Linked DNA regions of Zea mays: region 2 is linked to region 1. A link is a contact called in public Hi-C data. All regions are on one chromosome and are shown on one strand. The core of a region is the stretch at or near the end of the contact, and the rest is flanking DNA. Distances in the headings are between cores, read along the strand shown. Region 1 holds the start of LOC542581 (elongation factor 1-alpha). Region 2 holds the start of LOC100281497 (myristoyl-acyl carrier protein thioesterase).

Region 1 (6,277 bases), core at 1,551-4,050:
TGATGACTCCGACAGCCACCGTTTGCCTCATGTCACGGACAGCAAATCGACCAAGAGGAGGATACTGAGAAAAGGTCTCCACCACCATGGGCTTAGTGGGAACCATCTTCACCATACCAGCATCACCGTTCTTGAGAAATTTGGGCTCCTTCTCCAGCTCCTTGCCGGATCGCCTATCAATCTTGGTAACGAGCTCAGCAAACTTGACAGCAATGTGTGAGGTGTGGCAGTCCAGAACTGGGGCATAGCCATTGCCAATCTGGCCAGGGTGGTTCATGATGATGACCTGGGAGGTAAAGCTAGCAGCCTCCTTGGCAGGGTCATCCTTGGAGTTGGAGGCCACATACCCACGCTTCAGATCCTTCACAGCAACATTCTTCACGTTGAAGCCAACATTGTCACCGGGAAGGGCCTCCTGGAGAGCCTCATGGTGCATCTCAACGGACTTAACCTCAGTAGTAAGACCAGTAGGCCCAAAAGTAACAACCATACCAGGCTTAATGACACCAGTCTCAACACGTCCAACAGGGACAGTTCCAATACCACCAATCTTGTACACATCCTGAAGGGGGAGACGCAGGGGCTTGTCTGAAGGCCTCTTTGGCTCATTGATCAAGTCCAGAGCCTCAAGTAGGGTTGGGCCCTTGTACCAGTCAAGGTTGGTGGACCTCTCAATCATGTTGTCACCTTCAAAACCAGAGATTGGAACGAAGTGGATCTTATCAGGGTTGTATCCAACCTTCTTCAGGTAGGAAGAGACTTCCTTCACAATCTCATCATAACGGGCCTTTGAATACTTGGGTGTAGTAGCATCCATCTGTAAAACAGCAAAACCCAAACAATACGATTAGTTCAATGAAACTAGCAACCTTAACAGCAAGCAAACATTAAAAATGCAATAACATACTAATTAAAACTAACTGGCCCAATACACTTGTTTTTATGGCATGAAATTTCTTGGGGTGTCAACAACAATAATCCCCATTCAGAAAACCATATTTCCAAAATTTATTCATGCTAACAAGTGCAGGCTGTATAAAAACCTAAAGCAAGTATACAGAAATACAGAGCTCATCAGGTGCATGCCAACAAATCCTACTAATTGACAAAGTAAAATAAGTACCAAATTGCAATCATATAATAACAGTTAATTATGCAATTCCTTGTGCTTTCAGCACATACACATTGCAAGTACTCCAACTACAAAAAAAACTAAAAACAGGTGAAATCATAAATACACATCACCTATTGGGAAAAAATCCTGGAAAACCATATTATATTATGCCAATTTGCGAGGTAATAAAGATGTTAACTTGCGAAGTAATAAAGATGGATTGCTATCATACATAAACATGTAGGAAGCAGATGGCCTTTAAAATGCAAGCAATCAGTGTTTCACTTTGTCAAAACTAGCATACAACTAACATTAGCTATTCAATCACAGCACAAATGCAGTATTTTCAACTTGAAGGCAGTAATACTGAGAGAAGATAAATATTGCTAGACTATTGAAATACATTTACAGGCATCTCAGTTCATGAACCAGAATAAATAGAAATTCCTGGAATCATACCTTGTTGCAGCAGCAAATCATCTGCTTCACACCAAGTGTGAAAGCAAGGAGAGCATGCTCACGGGTCTGGCCATCCTTGGAGATACCAGCCTCAAAACCACCAGTGGTTGAGTCAATGATAAGAACAGCACAGTCAGCTTGGGAAGTGCCAGTGATCATATTCTTGATGAAGTCACGGTGTCCCGGGGCATCAATAACAGTGCAGTAGTACTTGGTGGTCTCGAACTTCCACAGGGCAATATCAATTGTAATACCTCTCTCACGCTCAGCCTTGAGCTTGTCAAGCACCCACGCATACTTGAATGACCGCTTGTTCATCTCGGCAGCCTCTTTCTCGAACCTCTCAATCACTCGCTTGTCAATACCTCCAAGCTTGTAGATCAGGTGGCCAGTGGTGGTCGACTTGCCAGAGTCGACATGGCCAATGACCACAATGTTGATGTGAGTCTTCTCCTTACCCATGGCTGAAGGAAAATGTTACACTGCTGCTTACATCAAACATAGCAGATAAAAAGTCAATAGATAAATATATGTCAATAAACCAGTAATCAAACAAAGGGCAGGAAAACCCAAGTCGAAGTACCCCACCCACACAACATCAGAGATCCGAAACTAGACCCGATGAACAACGCAACGGTAATCATCTATGGCCGAGAATCAGTTGCAAACTGCAATCGTATTTATATACGAAATACATACTAAAGGTAGATGAAGAAGCGGAAGCTAAACTTGGATTAGTACTCCTACTGTCATACAAACAAAACAGAGATGAAGCGCCTCAGCCACGTAATATTATAGATCTCGGAAACTCAGTTACAATTTATGGCTCAATAACCAGTTGTAAGCTGCAAGTTCATACATAGACAATAAAGGTAGCGGCGGAGGAAAAAAACACTTAATTAAAAATACAGTGCATGAATCGGCTCAGCTCATCACACATAACGACGATCGACAAACCTAGTAGATCTGGGCATCAAACGAACAGGCTCAAGGCAGAGCGAAAAGAGAAGGAAGAGAAGCGCGCCCGCGCGTGAAGCAGAGTACCTCGTCGAGCGAAAAAAGAAGGAAGAGAAGCGCGCGCGCGGAAGTGTACCTCGTCGGGCGTCAGTAGAGTGGTGTGGTTTCTGCTCGCCTCTGATCTGAGGATACGGTGACGGCGCGCCGGCTACTACCAGTCTGCGGCAGCCGACTGCGTCTGGTGTCTGAGAGTGAGAACAGAATGGAGATAGGTTTTATAAGGAACGCGCCCTAGGGTTAGGACATGGATGAATGGGCTATTGGGCCCAAATATTACTTCACGGGCCACAAATGAACAAACAAAGCATCCGACGTACACATGCACGCATACTCGCTTGGTTTAATTTAATCCGAAGCGAACAATATCGTTATTATTATGTACTAGTGTCTTGCGCGCGCCCATGCGCGCATAGTGTTGTGTGTGTGTGTTTTGTAATTTTTCAATGTTTGGATTTAATTTATAATTTACATGGAATGCAAACAAAAGGTGCATTGTGTTTCTTATATGCATTTAGATGCATGTACAAGCTAGTATTATTTACATGTCACAAATAACATTCATAGTTTTATAGCCTCCAGCATAGTTCTTGGTGCAAATAAGATAAACACATGAATTACTAAAGATGACGGATAAGGTTGCAGTTCGTATTTTTCCTAAATTTTGGTTCTTGATTTGGAGCTGGTACCTTCTGGTAGAGCAAGATGTTGTCGGCATCGAACATTCCTACAAAGCAAGTATGAAATAGTTAAGCATCTTGACACTCGTAAAATAGCAAAGCTAAAACAAATTGGTTACTCCTATAAACATTTAAATTATACAATCAGGACATGTTTGGCTCCAAACTAATAATGAGGATGTAGCAATCTGCTAAACTTTAGCTCTATGGATATAAATAGGTCTAGATAACAGATTGTAATAAACTTTAGATTGTTTCTAAATCCCCATTATCTTACTATCTACCCAAACAATGGGGGCTAACAGGAACATTACTCTCCAATTATTAATTAACCCATTAGTTATGGATATAAACACCACAACCTACTATCCACTCTGCTAGGTAGTAGTTAGCAAATATTAGCTAAATAATGATAATATGTATTACATCCAATAGATCCTAAGAAAGGTCGAGACAACCAAATAGCAAATAGCCATGCATGGTAATCCACATGCAATCAGCAACTTGGAGGGAATAGCTCATCAACATTATGTGATGGTCATGGCACCAATTGAAAAAAAAATGTAGGTTAGTAAATGTTGGGTATTTATAGAATCTGACTCCAAGAATTAGATTGTTGTGAAAGCTTATATTATGAAATAAAAAAACACTTCTTAGGCCATAAGAATTGAAATCTAGAGCTTGAAGAGGCTGCAGAGTTAGTTCTTTAGGTAAGGATTTTTTGCGACATATGCCAGGGTTCGTAAAGCATGAGAACATAAGTTAGCCTTGTTTTAAATATACGAATCATTGTACGAAAGTTAGAAAGTGTGGGTGTAAATAAAAAGGAATTCATGACATAAGGAATAAATCAAGATCGTCTCCCGGTTACTGTACCAATTCTTGCTCGCCCATCCCTCCCATCAGCTCACTGCATATCATCTAGGTCGGCCTAGCCCTAGCGAGTCGTGGTGGCTGCTGCTGTGGACCAGGTGCCGCGGTTGCTGGCCTCTGCCGAACCGAGGCGACGGACACGGGAGCACTCCGTGGGATCGTTTCCCAGCCTCATTACATGATGTTTCTAGACAACAGCGGACAAACTAAGAGAATATATAGGAATGTGTCTTTTCCCTCTCGCTTATGGGGGTGATGCCTTTTAGGCTTCCACGAAGAGGAGGTCGTGGAACCGTGGGTTCTTCATTCACAGATCCGGCCAACGCGAGCAGAACTGCGACATTGGGGTGGGGATGGGATTCCTGGCTTGGAGACAGGGGAGGGGAGGGGATGGCGATGCGAGCACAGTTGCAGCGTCGTGGAGAGGGGGAGAGGAGGGGAAGGATTGGGGATCCTGACACCTTTAGATTCGGCGGAGCAGGCACGGTTATGGTGTCGTGGAGGGGGAAAGGACGTAGGGAGGAGGAGAATGGCTCGCATCTGTTGGGGGCGTCAAGTGCTCCATCGTCGTCGTTGTAGCCATCGCGGTCGACACCCTCTTCACCATGGAGAGTGCCGCCCGGCAGCCAAGAGGGAGATGTATCATCTGGAAGCGTCACGATTTATCCAGCATGAGGAGGCCGCCTGGCGCCTGGTGCGTGAGAACACTCGTGTAGCCGTTGGAATCCGATCCTACGGTCGAAAGATTAATGGACGACGTGGATAGGCTCAGAAGCCACTTTTTGGAGCTGGTTTCATAATAAGTAAATACTCCTTGTGTCAAAGATAAATACTCCCCGGTGTACATGTATATCTGGATCAGCCCAATATGGTACACCCCAGGCTTATTAAAGCACAATCCACTAAGGCACAGTCCACTAAAGTACAATTTCAATTACGGGTCGTGGTGTGCCAGCCCGTGGACCAAGACGTCAAGCCGTCGATCCAAAACACAACCCATGAATACTTAAGTGTGCCTATCCAACTTAATTAACCCAAAATTAATGTGTCAGGTTAGCACAAATCACATGAAATAACATAAATAAAAGTACATAACATATATAACCAAAATAAAATTGGGTTGTTTGTGGGTGCCACATTAAAAATTTGGGTTAAAAAAGGAAAAAGTACAACTAGCTCAAAAATGTTAAATATTTAGTGGGCTTCGATGGGCTCTATTTAAATGGGTCATTGACAGGTAGAGATGGCAATGGGTACCCGAAACCCGAAACCCGGTGGGTTTTTACCCTATTAGGGGACGGGTACGGGCTAATATCCAAACCCACGGGTTTCTTAATGGGTGATAAGCTAAACCCAGCGGGTACGAGGGTACGAGTATGGGATCCTAGTACCCATACCCGCAAACCCATGGGTTTCTAAAACCCGGCATAATATTATTAAACAAACCAAAAGTTCATTTTATGGCCTAGTAAACATGGTTGGCAGCCCAGCCCATTAGCTATCTATGAAATCTAGAGCCTCAGTGCAGGAACGATTGGCTAGCATCCGAATGAGCCTAGCCTAGTAAACATGGTTGGCAGCCCAGCCCATTAGCTTTCTTGTCGGGCACGGGTAGCCTGCGGGTACCCGGTACCCGGGTGGGCACGGGTACGGGCAAAAATTTATACCCGGCTGCGGGCATGGGTTTCTTAGCGGGTATATTTTAATTTCGCGGGTACGGGTTTGGGAACATAGTACCCAGCGGGTACGCACCCCGTTGCCATCTCTATTGACAGGGCGCCTGTGTGCTTAAGTTGAGGCACATGCACGGTAAAAGAGAAATGTATCCTTAGGCCATTTATAGTTGTTTTAATGAATAAATGCTCAACACATTAATTTGAACTAGCATCCTTCATATGAGCATGAGCACAGGTGTTTAGAAAAGCAAATTGAGAGAAATAAGAAAGCACTTATGGGCTTGAAAATGGGCATATTGCAAACCTCTATGAATCAAAGTGATAAAGATATGTTTCTAGTACTTGGTCAACTGTTTTAGGTGTTAATCATGTTTGTCTAAGTGCTAGGAAACTTCTCAAGTCAAGCCAAAAATGGAGTAAAGAAGTTTAGCTAAGTTTGGCCAAATTTGGGCCAGTATGGG
Region 2 (6,424 bases), core at 1,598-4,097, 200 kb before region 1:
AGCCCTAGGGTCGGGCGAGGCGGAGACCACCTTCCGAGGCCGAGGCGGGGGCCGAGCCCTGAGGTCGGGCGAGGCGGAGACCTCCTCCTGAGGCCGAGGCCCAAGGTCGGGTGAGGCGGAGCTTCCTGTTGCGCCTGAGGCTGAACTTAGCTGTTGTCAGCCTCACCCTAGCGGGTGGCACAACAGTCGGAGAGGGGCGAGCGACGCTGTTTTCCTGTCAGGTCGGTCAGTGGAAGGGCGAAGTGACTGCGGTCACTTCGACCTTGTCGACTGAGGCACGTGTGTCAGGATAAGGTGTCAGGCGATCCTCGCATTAAATGCGCCTGCGATACGGTCGGTTGGTGAGGCGATTTGGCCAAGGTTGCTTCACTACGAAGCCTGCCCGAGCTGGGCTTCGGGCGAGTCGAGGGTGCGCCCGTTGCTTGAGGAGGCCCTCGGGCGAGGCGAGAATCCGTCTGGGACTACTGTTCCCGCCCGAGGCTGGGCTCGGGCGAGGCGAGATCGCGTCCCTTGAGTAGACGAAGCCTTGACCTGAATCGTGCCCATCAGTCTCTGCAGCTTGTGCTGATGGTGGTTACCAGCCGTGTTTAGGAGTGTTGGGAGTACCCCTAATTACGATACCCGACAACTATAAATAGGGGAACAGTGCCATGCATTTGTGAGATTGCTGAAGCTCAGAATACCGATCTGCTCCGCCTCAGAAGATACCTTCGAGCTCTCATTCGCATAAAGTCGAAGAGATCAGAAACGAGTAACCAACATTGGCGCCCACCTACTGTGAACTCACAACGACCACAAGAGGCTTCATCATGCCTCCAAAGGAAACATTTGGGGTTGTCCTCACTCCCCTGGATCCTAACCAAGAAGAAGAGGCGCTTCTTCGAGAAACATCGTGTTGGAGTTGATGTTGGAGTTTTCTCCTTCGAACTTGATGCAGATTCTACAGATTGTTGTCGTTGATGTTGGAGTTTTCTCCTCATGCCCCCATGCCGAATTGATCTACCTTTTTGGCGAGTATTCCAGCTATCTTGTTGGAGTTGTTCATGCTGACCAGACTGAGGGAGACTTAACCGGTCTTGTACTTGTGGGGTTAACCTGTTAAACACATATGCTTGTTGCGTCCCTCCAAGCGAGATGTGGTGGCAACCTGTAAGGGTATGACAGTATGTCCCATATTTGATTTGGGACATATGGTGTGGGCGTGTATATATAAGGGTATGAGAATTGAGGTGGGTATGTCATGGGTGGATATTGGGGTGGATGCGACCATGGTGGTATTTGTGGTGTCAATTGGACAACATATTGAACTGATTTATTCAGCTTCGTTTGGTGGAATGGTCTAATTGTTTTTGCTGGCTTTTCATGACTAGGTGAGCGAGGTCGCTTCTCTGGGCGACCGACTCTCTTGTTGACATACTAACTTTATGGTTTATAATCCGTATTATCAGAATTCCTTTACAGATGCATTCGTGTAATTTCCTTTCTCTTAATAAAAAACAGATTATATTCTCGGACCGCAAAAAAGGTTCAGTCGGCCATCGTCTCGGGACCCAACTGTTTTTAGAGGATTGCATATTTGACAATCGTGGAGCAACACTCGAACGAGCCATCTTAGTACTATATCCGTTCTTGAATATTTGTCATCCGCTAATTAATTTTTTACTAAAACATGATAAATAATAAAAAGAACGGAGGGTGTACTTGCTTGTAACCTTTTTGATCAACCGCTGAAAACTAAGCTGACCGAAGAAAATCTAGGGTGCTTCTGAGCAATACCTGTAATCTTCCCGGCTAGAAACTTCTGCTCACGTTTCAAGGCGTACGTGCTTGATTCTTCTTTTTTTTTCAGGTCGCAACTGCAGAAACTCAGTTGTGAGTGGCCCCACCTGCTTTCACTGAAATTTCTGGCGTGTAGCTAGCGTAGTGTAGTTCTCAATATTCTGACAACGTTCCAGTTTTCTTTTGTTTTTGATTTCAGACCAGGGTTCAGAGCTCTGCCGCAAGGAAAAGGAACCCTAATATAATAACTCGCCGATGCCGACACGAACGACTGCTTGGATGGGGGAAACGGATGTCCAACTGAGAACCACTTCAATTCTCGTCTAGATCACCGTCAGAACACGATGGAGTGGAGTCCCGGGCAACCGCTGTCCGCTGGGCAGGGGCAACCACTTTCGTCTCGTCCGCACATGCACGGCGAAGAGAGGACTCCTGTTGATTCATTCATTCACTTGTGTGCCAAGACACTTTTGCAGAGTCCACGTTTTAAGTGCACATGATTCGTGCATTGCCGTATTTGAATAGTGTAGTAGTCACATACGGTCCTTACGGATGATTCTGTTTACGGACCATATATAAAGATAGAAAAACAAATAATACGCGACAGTACTATTATTTGAGAAAGTTGCTTATCTGACACCGGGAAAAAAACTGTGCGTTCCTTTCAGTCCTGAAAATAAAAAAAAAATCATTCTTCCCTACTCAGGTTGAAATTTCTAAAAGCAAACAAAGGAAGCACTACTCTTCTATAAATAATAGGATAAGGAATTTTCTTATGTTATTTTTGTCTCCAGGATCTGCTCAGCTCAGCAACAGGAAGCATCGTATGCATGGCCAGCCAGCCCAGGCCCGCTCTCCATACCCGGCTGCCACGCACTCACCGACCCCACGCTCTCCAAACGGGTTAAAAGGTCGCGGTGGACAACGCCCGGTGCGGGTGTCAGTGCCAGCGCCAGCGGAGAAAAGAAACAGAGTTCGACCGGCCCCGCCCCGCCCCGCCCGGCCGCCCCCACCGCAGCGCCCGCGAAGCCGCCAAACACCACCACCTATCCGCCAGAAGCCTCTTCCTCCCTCGCTCTCCCCCATCGGCGCGCTGCCAATGGCCGCGTGGTGAAGCGCACCCGACGGAAGAAGCACGCACCAACACCCAAGCCCCCTGTGCCCTCGCCGTCGCCGCCCGCGCAAGGTTCGTTCCCTTGCGCGTCCCTTCCCGGCCCGCCCGCCCGCATTCCGTGTGCCTTTTGTCATAAGTTCGTAGTGGGGTTGAGTCTATTCCTGGTCGGATTGTCTGGGCGCGGCCGCCATGTGGCTATTCCACCGGATAAGCTGTAGCTATTTCTGGGCGCTTCGCTGTTCGGCCTGCTAGCGTCCGGGCCGTGACAGCTGGGGTGAATCGCGGGAGTTCAGGGTCCTTGCCCCGGCTGGATCTCGAGTTCAGGAAACCTTGCGCCCCTCTTCCTTCTCGTTTACGCCGCTAGATTTGGGTTGCTGCCGCTTATTTTCTTGGGTGAGTTTTTCTTCTCTTTTCATTTGGGTTGTTTGCTGTATTTGACAGCGGGTTGGTTTGACCGTCGTTTTGTCCCTGCACTTCCTCGCAAGCTCTGGCCATTTCTACCCGTGATGCGCCTGTAGTGTGCGGCAAATCTTGCTTTTTTTGGGTTGCTTAAATTGAGTAAACGGGCAGTTTTCTTGTTTGATTTTGTGCTTTATGTTGATGCTAATGCTGTTCTCGTGCTGAACCAGATTGAGATCCCGGATTCAGACAGGTGCTACCATTCGATTTGATTTGGCGCGGAGCACTTTCCTATGGCCGCCTCCATCGCGGCCTCGTCCTTCTTTCCAGGGTCACCGGCGCCGGCCGCTCCTAAGAACGGCCTTGGGGAGCGCCCAGAGAGCCTGGACGTCCGCGGCGTTGCGGCGAAGCCGGGAGCCTCGTCTAGTGCCGTGAGGGCGAGCAAGACGCGCGCCCACGCTGCGGTCCCCAAGATGAACGGTGGGGGCAAGTCCGCGGTGGCGGATGGGGAGCACGAAACCGTACCTTCTTCGGTGCCGAAGACTTTCTACAACCAGCTTCCCGACTGGAGCATGCTCCTTGCGGCCATCACCACCATCTTCTTGGCCGCAGAGAAGCAGTGGACGATGCTTGACTGGAAGCCTAGGAGGCCTGACATGCTCACTGACACGTTTGGGTTTGGCCGGATCATACATGATGGGCTCATGTTCAGGCAGAACTTCTCCATTAGGTCCTATGAGATTGGGGCAGATAGGACGGCATCTATAGAGACGCTGATGAACCATTTGCAGGTAAAATGATTTGTTAATTTTGAGGTGTGAGATTTTGTAGCTGAGGATTGGACGATGAAAAAGTTTGGATTTGATCCAGGAAACGGCACTCAATCATGTGAAGACCGCTGGGCTGCTAGGTGATGGATTTGGCTCCACACCAGAGATGAGTAAACGAAACTTGTTCTGGGTGGTTAGCCAAATGCAGGCCATCATCGAGCGTTATCCATGCTGGTATGATTTCCATCATCGCATGATCTTGTTCAGTTTTCTTATCGTGATTTGAGCTTGAAATAAGTAACACCCATGTGGTTACTTGTGGAGACATGGAATTAATAATGATTATGGCTTGTTTCCTCAGTGCTGGGTATTGAGTGATTAGTTGAATGGGGTTTTCAAGTTGTTCAGCAATAAATGTGAAAGGAAATCTCCTTGTTTTTTTTGCGCTGTTTGGCAATAACTTGGAGGATCATATGTAGTTTTTTAGCACAAGGAGCCTATATAGTTGTATGTCGCTGTGGGCAGTTTGCAAACCTCTATTATTGATGCAGATACACTCATTAAACCTCTTGAAGCCTTGATACATTTTCCTATGGCAACTAACAGATACTAGAAACTTTATCTTCTATGAACTGAAAGTGATCCCTCATCATCTGGGTTCTATTGTTATGTGTCCTAAGTCGCTCCTCTATTCTGCTGCAGGGGTGATACTGTTGAAGTAGATACATGGGTTAGTGCTAATGGTAAAAATGGAATGCGTAGGGATTGGCATATACGCGATCCTATAACAGGCCTCACGATACTGAAGGCAACAAGGTTGAAATCTCTGCCACACTGATATATCTATATCATTAATCAGTTTTATTATCAGTTTATTTCTGCTAACTGCCATATTACGATTTACACTGCATTCATATTTTCTCTGCTTGAAGTACATGTAAGTTATACGGAACACCCTGTCACATTTTTTTTTTCTAATTTATGTCTTTGTGCAGTAAATGGGTTATGATGAACAAACTCACTAGGAAGCTTGCAAGAATTCCAGATGAAGTGCGGACTGAAATAGAGCCATACTTTTTTGAGCATTCTGCTATTGTTGACGAAGACAACCGCAAGCTTCCAAAACTGCCAGAGGGACAAAGCACGTCTGTAGCTAAATATGTGAGGACAGGCCTGACTGTAAGTAACTGAATTAATATTTAGATTAAATTGCTAGTATGTTCATATAGTTATTTTTTCCTTTGCTGTTTTATATATTTTTTGGGTCTGTTTTGTGCAGCCTCGTTGGGCTGATCTTGATATAAATCAGCATGTCAATAATGTTAAATACATTGCGTGGATTCTTGAGGTAATTTTCTTACTGATGATATGCAAATCATTATTCTACTCCTTACTTCAGTATTTCTTGTTTAGAGACTGAAATAGGTAACCTTCATGACCAGCTAATTTAGTACTTGTGCTTTATTTGAACTGTTTTATTCCACACTTGAGTACTCTGACTCGAATCATTTTCGTTCAAATTGTATTTTATCCCAATTTGAGGCCGCCTAATGTTATGTTGGGTATTCCATCCTGGTCTCTTTTGTGCAACTGACAATCATGTGCAAACAGAAACCAATTACTTCTCTATCCTGTATATCTGCTGCCCAGTCCCCATCTGCCTGCAGACGATACTGACCATCGGAATGTGGGTGCCTGGTTGGGTTGGGGGGTTGCCTATTCTGTCATTGGTAATTATTAGTGGCTTAGAGCCCACTTATATTCCTTCGATTAGCAAATACAATGGCGCTCATCTCATGATATATAATATTTGTTTAGAAGGTATCTTTTCTTTTAAGTTATTCATGACAACGAGCACAAGTTGGATACGCAATGCATCTCCTGAGATTTTAGTATATTTGGTTGGTCACCTAGGTACCTAACAATGTCGCTGACGCGTGTTGCTTTCGTGCAAGAGCAGCCTGTGTACAAGTCAATTTAGTTTTTCTTTGCTCTAAACTACAGAGAAATAAGATGCGGTAGAGATAATTCTTATATTTGCTTGATTGATGATATGCCATGTGTTGTTGGCTGGTCCTTCATGTATGTATTGTCGGCTACGAGTTCGGAGACAGTTATCATTTGGTTTTTCTTACTGCTTCATTAATTGGCAGCTCTTCTACCCTATATTAATGTGTGTGTGTGTTGGAGAAGGGGGGGGGGGGGGGTAGCTCTGCTATTTGGTCAACTGATTCTAAACCCAACTGGGTCGAATAAAATCGAGAAAAATGAGACATATTAGCATACTAACAAAGTAACAAGTCCCTTGTATAGAAGGACTTCTGCCCACATCTGCAGTTAACATTACTTTTATCTTTGCTTC

The links. Hi-C and Micro-C count contacts between places; a contact is called where the count stands out from the background.
Region 2: a Hi-C map of ear shows a contact between it and region 1, with 2.6 times the contacts expected there. The contact joins the promoter of LOC100281497 here to the promoter of LOC542581 in region 1. A contact is called at or near these places in 2 of 25 Hi-C or Micro-C datasets (ear and leaf).

Annotation. Positions count from the first base shown.
Region 1 is chr9:92,389,279-92,395,555 of Zm-B73-REFERENCE-NAM-5.0, reverse strand. LOC542581 (elongation factor 1-alpha) reads right to left here and starts at 2,800. Exons shown (of 3, transcript NM_001112117.2): 1 at 2,667-2,800; 2 at 1,574-2,058; 3 at 1-817. The coding sequence starts at 2,035.
Region 2 is chr9:92,589,825-92,596,248 of Zm-B73-REFERENCE-NAM-5.0, reverse strand. LOC100281497 (myristoyl-acyl carrier protein thioesterase) reads left to right here and starts at 2,847. Exons shown (of 7, transcript NM_001368019.1): 1 at 2,847-2,965; 2 at 3,523-4,083; 3 at 4,163-4,296; 4 at 4,765-4,878; 5 at 5,058-5,241; 6 at 5,342-5,410. The coding sequence starts at 3,586.